Regions from separate parts of the Ovis aries genome. Here region 1 is linked to region 2. A link is a contact called in public Hi-C data. All regions are on one chromosome and are shown on one strand. Each heading gives the region's core, a stretch centred on a gene start, on an enhancer-like site or on the middle of the called end of the contact. The rest is flanking DNA. Distances are from core to core; before and after follow the strand shown.

Region 1 (4,174 bases), core at 133-2,632, 390 kb after region 2:
TCATAGGCTAACGATTGGGATGAATATTCTTGCTACTTTGGGATAAGGTGGAAATTTCCCAGGAGTTGAGCCACTGCCCATTTTTTGGCTTTTTATGGTCTTCCTTGGGTCTGTCATGGTGGAAGGGAGAGTGATTGTTAGTATTACTGTGAAGGTTTAATGAGCTTTAAAGGTCAATGACCAGACTATTGTCAAAGCTACCTCAATTCCAGCCAGTCTTTATCACTTGCCAGCAATGGTACCTCTCAACAATTTTTTTCAATATTCGTTTGCCTGTACTGGGTCTTAGCTGTGGCATGTAGGATATTTTATTTACAGCATGTGGGATCTAGTTCCCTGACCAGGGATCAAACCTGTGTGCCCTGCACTGGGGGTGTGGAGTCTTAGTCACTGGACCATCGGGAAGTTCCTGTACCTCTTCTTTATCTAATGTTTGTGTCCTGCCCCTTTCCCCCTGGTCTCACCAAGGCTATTGCCTCCGAATCATTGCTCTGCCCTGCCCTCCCTCAAAAGGAAACAATTATTCTTTTTGAGGTTTCAGAAAGAAACTGCACAGAGAAATAAGAACCAGTTAGAATCAACTAGGCCCAATGGCAGAAAGTGAAGAGGAACTAAAGAGCCTCTTGATGAAGGTGAAAGAGGAGAGTGAAAAAGCTGGCTTAAAACTCAACATTCAAAATAGGGGAAAAAATGGAAACAATGACAGACAATTTTCTTGGGCTCATAAATCCATCCACTGTGGATAGTGACTGCAGCCATGAAATTAAAAGACGCTTGCTCCTTTAGCTATGACAAACCTAGCAGCGTATTAAATAAGAGACATCACCCTGCTGACAAAGGTCCGTATAGTCAAAGCTATGGTTTCTCCAGTAGTCATGTACAATGTGAGAATTGGACCATAAAGAAGGCTGTGTGCCAAAGAACTGATGCTTTCGAACTGTGGTGTTGGAGAAGACTCTTGAGAGTCTCTTGGGCTGCAAGGAGATCAAACCAGTCAATCCTAAAGGAAATCAGTCCTGAATATTCACTGGAAGGACTATGCTGAAGCTCCAATACTTTGGCCACCTGATGTGAAAAGCCGACTCACTGGAAAAGACCCTGATGCTGTTAAAGATTGAGGGCAGGAGGAGAAGAGGACGACAGAAGATGAGATGGTTGGATGGACCTGAGTTTGAGCAAACTCTGGGAGACAATGAAGGACAGGGAAGCCTGGCATGCTGCAGTCCATGAGGTCTCAGAGTCAGACATGACTGAGCAAATGAACAAGGCCCAAAACAGTGAAAGTTTGACTTCCAGGAGACCTTGAGCCTTATTATACATGCCCTGTAACTGTAACTCATTAACATGCTAAATGACACACCCACCAGTACTAAGAGTGTTTAACAGTTGCCATGACAACAACCAGTAAGATTCCTACAAGGAGAACTGCACCAGTTTGGAATCCAACCACACCCCTGTTCTCAGATAAGTCATGAATATTCCTCACATTCTTTCCATTTCCCTCTCTTTTACTTTGTTTAGCTGCTAAGTCATGTTGACTCTTTTCTGACCCCATGGACTGTAGCCCGCCAGGCTCCTCTGTCCTTGGGATGTCCCAGGCAAGAATACTGGATTGGGTTGCTGTTTCCTTCTCCAGGGGATCTTCTCAACCCAGGGATCAAACCTGCATCTGCTGCTTGGCAGGCAGATTCTTTACCACTGAGCCACCTGGGAAGCCCCCTCCTATATATTTGGTGTCTCTGTCTGAACTGGGTTGAAATTGACTTATGAACCAACCTGCTTCTCGATTCTTTGACCATTGAATACAACTTGTGCTGTTCCAGTCCCAACGCTGGTTTTATTATTGGCTACTCAAATCCAGTCAGAAAAAGAACCTCCCTGGCCTGAGACAAGAGATCCTAACTTGGGCTAGGACTCTGGTGCAGTTCCAGTCGACCAATTTGGTAACATTTCCACTTATCAGTCAGGTTAGAGCACACATCTTCTCACCAAAGCCAGCTTGGAGCCCTGCCCCATCCTTCTCTCCATGCCAACAAAGCCCTTCTCAGTGAGGCAGGAGATAGATGGACCCCAGGCTGAACAGCTGGAGTTTGCCCCCTGTGGACAGATACTTCAAGATGAAGAGGACCTGAGTCCTGTCCAGATAGAGACCACATATTTCTCATTCTCAAGGAGAGCTTCCTGACTATACACGCATGGAAAGGCTCCTTAGAGGCCAGAAGGGAGTGATGTCAGCCTACCGATAGGCCTTTTCATGTGAATCCATCTTGGCTAAGAGAAGTGTGCACGCATGGGACGACCCTGAGATAAACTGAATACAGGCTCCAAACCAGGCAAACCAAGATGATCGGCCGGAGGAAACCTGGAGGAAGTGCCCTGTGTAAGTGAGTCAAACCACAAGCGCTCGATTCTGAGTCTCCTGAATGTGTCTATCCACACGCATTCTTTTTCCTCCTCATTAACACTCGTTTCACTATTTCCCTTTTCTCTGTGGAATTCATTTCTGCAAACTCAATAGGCCAGGGGCCTTGTCACTGGCCACCGTCCCTGATGGTCTAGTGATGAGGATTCAGCACTCTCACTGTGGCAGCCTGACCTCAATTTCTGGCCAGGGAACCGAAATCCTTCAAGCCGCTCCAGGCCGAGGCCACCTGAGATCATCGGGAGCCAGTGTTTCCACGGCCAAGAGTGGGTAGTTTGATCTAACAGTTACTTGTGAGAACGGATAACTGAACGGTCAGACCCGCGGGAGAGTGTCCCTGTGCAGCAGAGTGGGAGGCGGCCTCGGTGGCTGTGGACACGCTCCGAGTGCTGCCCCTACATCTGCCACGTACTTTAATTATTGAAGTATAGTTGATTTACGGGCTTCCCTGGTGGCTTCAGATGGTTACAGTGTTCTCTGCTATACAGCAGTGATTCAGTTAAAACTCTTTTTTCATATTTTTCATTATGGTTTATCACAGGGTATTGAATAAGGGCTTTCCAAGGGCAATGCCAAAGAATGTTCAAACTACCGCACAATTGCACTCATTTCACATGCTGGCAAAGCAATGCTCAAAATTCTCCAAGCCAGGCTTCAACAGTACGTGAACCGTGAACTCTCTGATGTTCAAGCTCGTTTTAGAAAAGGCAGAGGAACCAGAGATCAAATTGGCAACATCCGCTGGATCACAGAAAAAACAAGAGAGTTCCAGAAAAACATCTGTTTCTGCTTTATTGATTATGCCAAAGCCTTTGATGTGTGGATCACAATAAACTGTGGAAAATTCTGAAAGAGATGGGTACCAGACCACCTGACCTGCCTCCTGAGAAATCTGTATGCAGGTCAGGAAGCAGCAGTCAGAACTGGACATGGAACAACAGACTGGTTCCAAATAGGAAAAGGATATGTCAAGGCTGTATATTGTCACCCTGCTTATTTAACTTCTATGCAGAGTACATCATGAGAAATGCTGGACTGGAAGAAGCACAAGCTGGAATCTAGATTGCCGGGAGAAATATCAATAACCTCAGATATGCAGATGACACCACCCTTATGGCAGAAAGTGAAGAGGAGCTAAAAGCCTCTTGATGAAAGTGAAAGAGGAGAGCGAAACAGTTGGCTTAAAGCTCAACATTCAGAAAACGAAGATCATGGCATCTGGTCCCATCACTTCATGGGAAATAGATGGGGAAACAGTGGAAACAGTGTCAGACTTTATTTTTGGGGCTCCAAAATCACTGCAGATGGTGACTGCAGCCATGAAATTAAAAGACGCTTACTCCTTGGAAGAAAAGTTATGACCAACCTAGATAGCATATTAAAAAGCAGAGACATTACTGACAAAGGTCCATCTAGTCAAAGCTATGGTTTTTCCAGTAGTCATGTATGGATGTGAGAGTTGGACTATAAAGAAAGCTGAGTGCCAAAGAATTGATGCTTTTGAAGAGTGGTGTTGGAGAAAACTCTTGAGAGTCCCTTGGACTGCAAGGAGATCCAACCAGTCCATCCTAAAGGAAATCAGTCCTGGGTGTTCATTGGAAGGACTGATGCTGAAGCTGAAACTCCAGTACTTTGGATATGAAGAACAGACTCATTGGAAAAGACCCTGATGCTGGAAAAGACTGAAGGCAGGAGGAGAAGGGGACAACAGAGGTTGAGATGGTTGGAAGGCATCACCAACTCAAAGGACAG
Region 2 (4,297 bases), core at 1,701-4,200:
AAGGGATAAGTTTTGTTGTTTTTGTAAGAAATGAGATGCGGGGGGTGGGGGTGGGGAACACAAAACACTCTACTCCTGCGCCCCCCCCCACCCCCCACCTTCAGTCTGGTAAGTGGATACCACTTAAGATAGGAGTCTTCATGGGGAGAAGACAATAATACTCAGAGCTTATATTGTTATCATAGTCACCTTACTAGCAGTGTGTAGCTTTAAGAATTTTAGAGATCTTCAGTTTTAATTTTGCAAATTGGCATTTCAGATTTACCAAGATGAAAATGCATCTGTGTCTGTTGAATGCGTATGTGCTCAATGTGGCCTAGAATCTGTCTCTGGGGCTTAACACTGCTAGCCCTGACAGGATGGGGGAAGCCCCTTGAATAAAGTGAGCAGCTGGCCCAGGTCACAGAGGCCTCACCTCAGACTTAAGGCTTAAGGCTTTAAGTCCTCTCAGAACTTGTATTTCCAGCTTCCCCACTTCAGGGGTGAGAGAGAAAGTGGGAAGGTGCAGCCACTCTAGGCTCATCAGGACACTTGATCACTCCAGAGTTGGTCAGTGCTCAGCTAAAACCCCAGCCCCAGGAATGAGAACACCATTTAAACAGTTCTGGCCGCCCATCGTCCTCCACTGGAGGGGCTAGCTTGACTGCCCTTAGCCAGGCAAGTGCAGTAATGTGTGTTTTATTCAGCGTTATTACGCAGCAACCCACTGGTTAGGATGGTTTGTTTTAGGACAGGAAATGAATTGCCTCTCAGTGACAGGAATGACCCAAGCCTGCTTCCTATTTCGATTTTGTTTTAAACTGATGGATGGTGCAGCATGTCTACATGGTTGTTTGTTGCTAAACTTTATATAATGTGTGGTTTTGATTCAGCTTGAAAAATAATCTCACTACATGTAGCAGTACATTTTATGTACATTATATGTAACGTTAGTATTTCTGCTTTGAATCCTTGAAATTGCAATGGAATTCCAACTTTATTAAATGTATTTGATATGCTAGTTATTGTGTGCGATTTAAACTTTTTTTGCTTTCTCCCTTTTCTGGTTGTGCGCTTCCTTTTACAACAAGCCTCTAGAAACAGTTTCTGAGAATTACTGAGCTATGTTTGTAACGCAGATGTACTTAGGGAGTATGTAAAATAATCATTTTAACAAAAATAGATATTTAAAATTTAATACTAACTACGGGAAAAGGGTCCATTGTGTAAAACATAGTTTATCTTTGGATTCAATGTTTGTCTTTGGTTTTACAAAGTAGCTTGTATTTTCAGTATTTTCTACATAATATGGTAAAATGTAGAGCAATTGCAATGCATCAATAAAATGGGTAAATTTTCTGATTCATGTGACTGGTTTTGACTTGTGTTACAAGGGTGCAAAGAGGATCAACAATGGTATCTTTGGAGTGGCTGAATACGTTGCATCTGCAGACTGGTAGAATGTTAGAGACAAGTTCCTTCTTCATACAAATCTCCACAGCAGAAATGACTAGGGCCTGACAGGGGACACTTCCCCAGAATGGAGTGTCCAGGGCCCTAACTTAAGAGCATCTGGATCTAGCCCTTTGGAAAAGGCAGAAACTTCTGACACTCATTAATGAAACTGCTTCCTAGCATGTTCCACCAAACATTTAAAGTACCAAAATGAAAATAAGAATAACCACAAGATGATGCTATTTTCCCATCCTTTCAAGCTGTACTGTTAGAAGACTAGTTTTTGTTTTTTAGAGGAGAATTTCTGATCAGATTTCTCATGATTAAAATGAATAAAATTTCTCCTGATTTGTCTAGATTCATCACCGTGGGTCTCTGAATACATGCTATGTTCATTTGACTTCTTTTGATATATGGGTTTCAAGACAAGTCTATCTTAACAGTGGCCATTAATTCATTTGGGGCTCCCTGCAGTCATAGTTGGAATACAGAAATGAGAAAACAGAAACGCCCTTTGGAGCCATAACCAAGAGAAGTTATCAATAGTCTGTTCTCTCCCATTACTAGGGAAGTCAGAGTACATTTATTTACAAATATATATTTTTCAGATTTTTCCCCCTAAATGAGTGTAAAATTATTGTGAACTCACTGAACACTCCGTAGTTTTGGTAAGATAATATTCTAGGAGCTTTCAGGCAAAAGGGAATATAGAATGACTCTGCTGTCAGGCTGTCTTCCAGATAATCAAGAATTAATTTACTAATTTTTCAGTGACCTGTTTTGGGTTTTTTTGTTTCTTTAGTTATAATCTCAGTTACATTGTCTTTCTTAGGCTATATCAAAGAGAGGCTCCTTAGGTAATTGGATAGTCCGTGGGGAAAGGTGCATTTTAATCATGAAAACCCTTGTAAATTCAGTCTACTTGGCTTGCCTTGTGGAAAATTTTCCACTGGAGGTGAAGTCTAAGCCTTGGTTTTCCTGTTAATTCTGAGATGACACCGGGTGCTTAGCACAAGGTGGCGCCAGTGAGCTGTAGAGGAAGGTTCTACAGCCTTGAGCACTATGGCCCTTTTTCCCACCTCTTCCCCTCAGACCTCATCTCCCCTGCTTCCAGCTTCCACCAAAGGCAGAAAACAATCCATGCTATTATTGCTGGGAAAGGAAGGGTAAATGAAGAATGTTTCTGAAGTCAGCGTCGGAAGCATTCTAAAGCAGAAATAAGTTTGCTGAGTTTTCTCTGAGGTTTCTGCCTCCCCCTGCTAGCTCCTTTTCCTGGATGACTGCCCAGAAGGCCTTTGCCCTAGGGTTTCCAGTCCCCTCTCCTCTCCTGGGGAGCCTGCAGCCTAGGCAGGAAGTGGTTAAAGCTTCTGGCTGCTCTGCAATAGGGCCATCTGTGTTTGATCAGTCTAGGCGGAAAGGAGGGGGCAGGGGCCTTAAAGAGACTGAAAGCATTCCAGAGTAGTGAGAGAGACCAGAGATGGAGAAGGAGAGAAGGCACCGCCCCCACCCCGCCTCCAAAGCTAACCCTCCGGCTTGAGTGGAAGAGGCCAACCGCACACACGACTACACACTCTGGCCCTACTATTCCACTGCCATGGGGCCCCGCACTCCGCTGCTGATCTTGTTCCTTTTGTCATGGTTGGGACCCCTTCAAGGACAGCAGCACCACCTTGTGGAATACATGGAACGCCGATTAGCTGCCTTAGAGGTAAGTGACTCTTCTGGCCCAGCCCGGAAGGATTCCATATCTTCTAAGTTGATTCATCCAGTTTGTCAGGGACCTGGGGATGGATGACAAATTAGGCTCTGTTAGTACCTACAGAAAACTCCATCTTTTAATAAGAGGATTCTCAGAATTGCAAGTCTTCCTCTTTCCCCACATCCATAGAATGCAGTGCATGTGTGCTCAGACTTGTCCGACTCTTGAGACCCCATGAACTGTAGCCCACCAGGCTCCTCTGTCCATGGGCTTCTTAAGGCAGGAATACTGGAGTGGGTTGCCATTTCCTCCTCCAGGGGATCTTCCAGACCCAGGGATTGAACCCCAGTCTTCTGCATCTCCTGCATTGCAGGCGAATTCTTTACCACTGAGCCACCAGGGAAGCCAGCATTCATAGTGCAGTTCTAAAGCAAATAGACCGCTGTGTTTCACCCCTGGGGTTAAATGGGATAAGGGAACAGAGTGGAAGTGAGAGCTAGAACTGCAAGGATTTATCCATCTCAAGAGGAGCTGACGGTTCTATTAAAAGTTGGAAGTCCTCAGAGAATCTGCACCTTTCTATTTAATGGCTTGGAGCCTGTAGCATCCTAATTCCTAAGAGGGGGATAGCATAATGGAGCAGAGATCCCTTCTCACCCTCATGCACTTAGACTGCCCTAGAGGCTCAGATGATTCGGTGGCACTGCTCACAGAGAGCAGGCCAGAGGATGCAAAGTCAGGATAGGGGCCTGTGTGGGTCTTAGCCCGGCTCTTTGCACATTGAGCATCTTGAACATTTTGTTTCCTTTCTGTGGGGATTGCGGGGAATGCTGATGCCTGGCTGAGTTTGTGCCTTTTTCCATTCCCGACTCCCTGCTCGGGCCTCTTCCTGCCTGGGAGTTGTGACCCTGCAGCCCTCCTTCCTGCTGCCCCATCCCTTCAGGAACGGCTGGCCCAGTGCCAGGACCAGAGTAGTCGGCATGCTGCTGAGCTACGGGACTTCAAGAACAAGATGCTGCCGCTGTTGGAGGTGGCTGAGAAGGAACGGGAGGCGCTCAGAACCGAAGCTGACACCATCTCCGGGAGAGTAGACCGTCTGGAGCGGGAGGTGGACTATCTGGAGACCCAGAATCCAGCCCTGCCATGTGTAGAGGTTGATGAGAA

Evidence for each region. A called contact is a pair of places that touch in the nucleus more often than the background predicts.
Region 1: a contact with region 2 is called in a Hi-C map of skin fibroblasts, with 5 times the contacts expected there. The contact joins the enhancer-like site here to the promoter of OLFML3 in region 2. A contact is called at or near these places in 2 of 16 Hi-C or Micro-C datasets (skin fibroblasts and tail adipose tissue).

The regions. Positions count from the first base shown.
Region 1 is chr1:91,693,804-91,697,977 of ARS-UI_Ramb_v3.0, forward strand. No RefSeq gene overlaps it. Among named protein-coding and RNA genes, the nearest start is that of TRNAE-CUC, 180 kb to the right of the region's middle. Within about 2 kb of position 1,383, at least 2 of the 54 cell types and tissues checked have an H3K27ac peak or open chromatin away from gene starts, as enhancers often do.
Region 2 is chr1:91,303,027-91,307,323 of ARS-UI_Ramb_v3.0, forward strand. It overlaps OLFML3 (olfactomedin like 3), which reads left to right and starts at 2,951. Exons shown (of 3, transcript XM_004002351.5): 1 at 2,951-3,142; 2 at 4,077-4,297. The coding sequence starts at 3,029. It overlaps HIPK1 (homeodomain interacting protein kinase 1), which reads left to right. Exons shown (of 16, transcript XM_042252866.1): 16 at 1-1,341.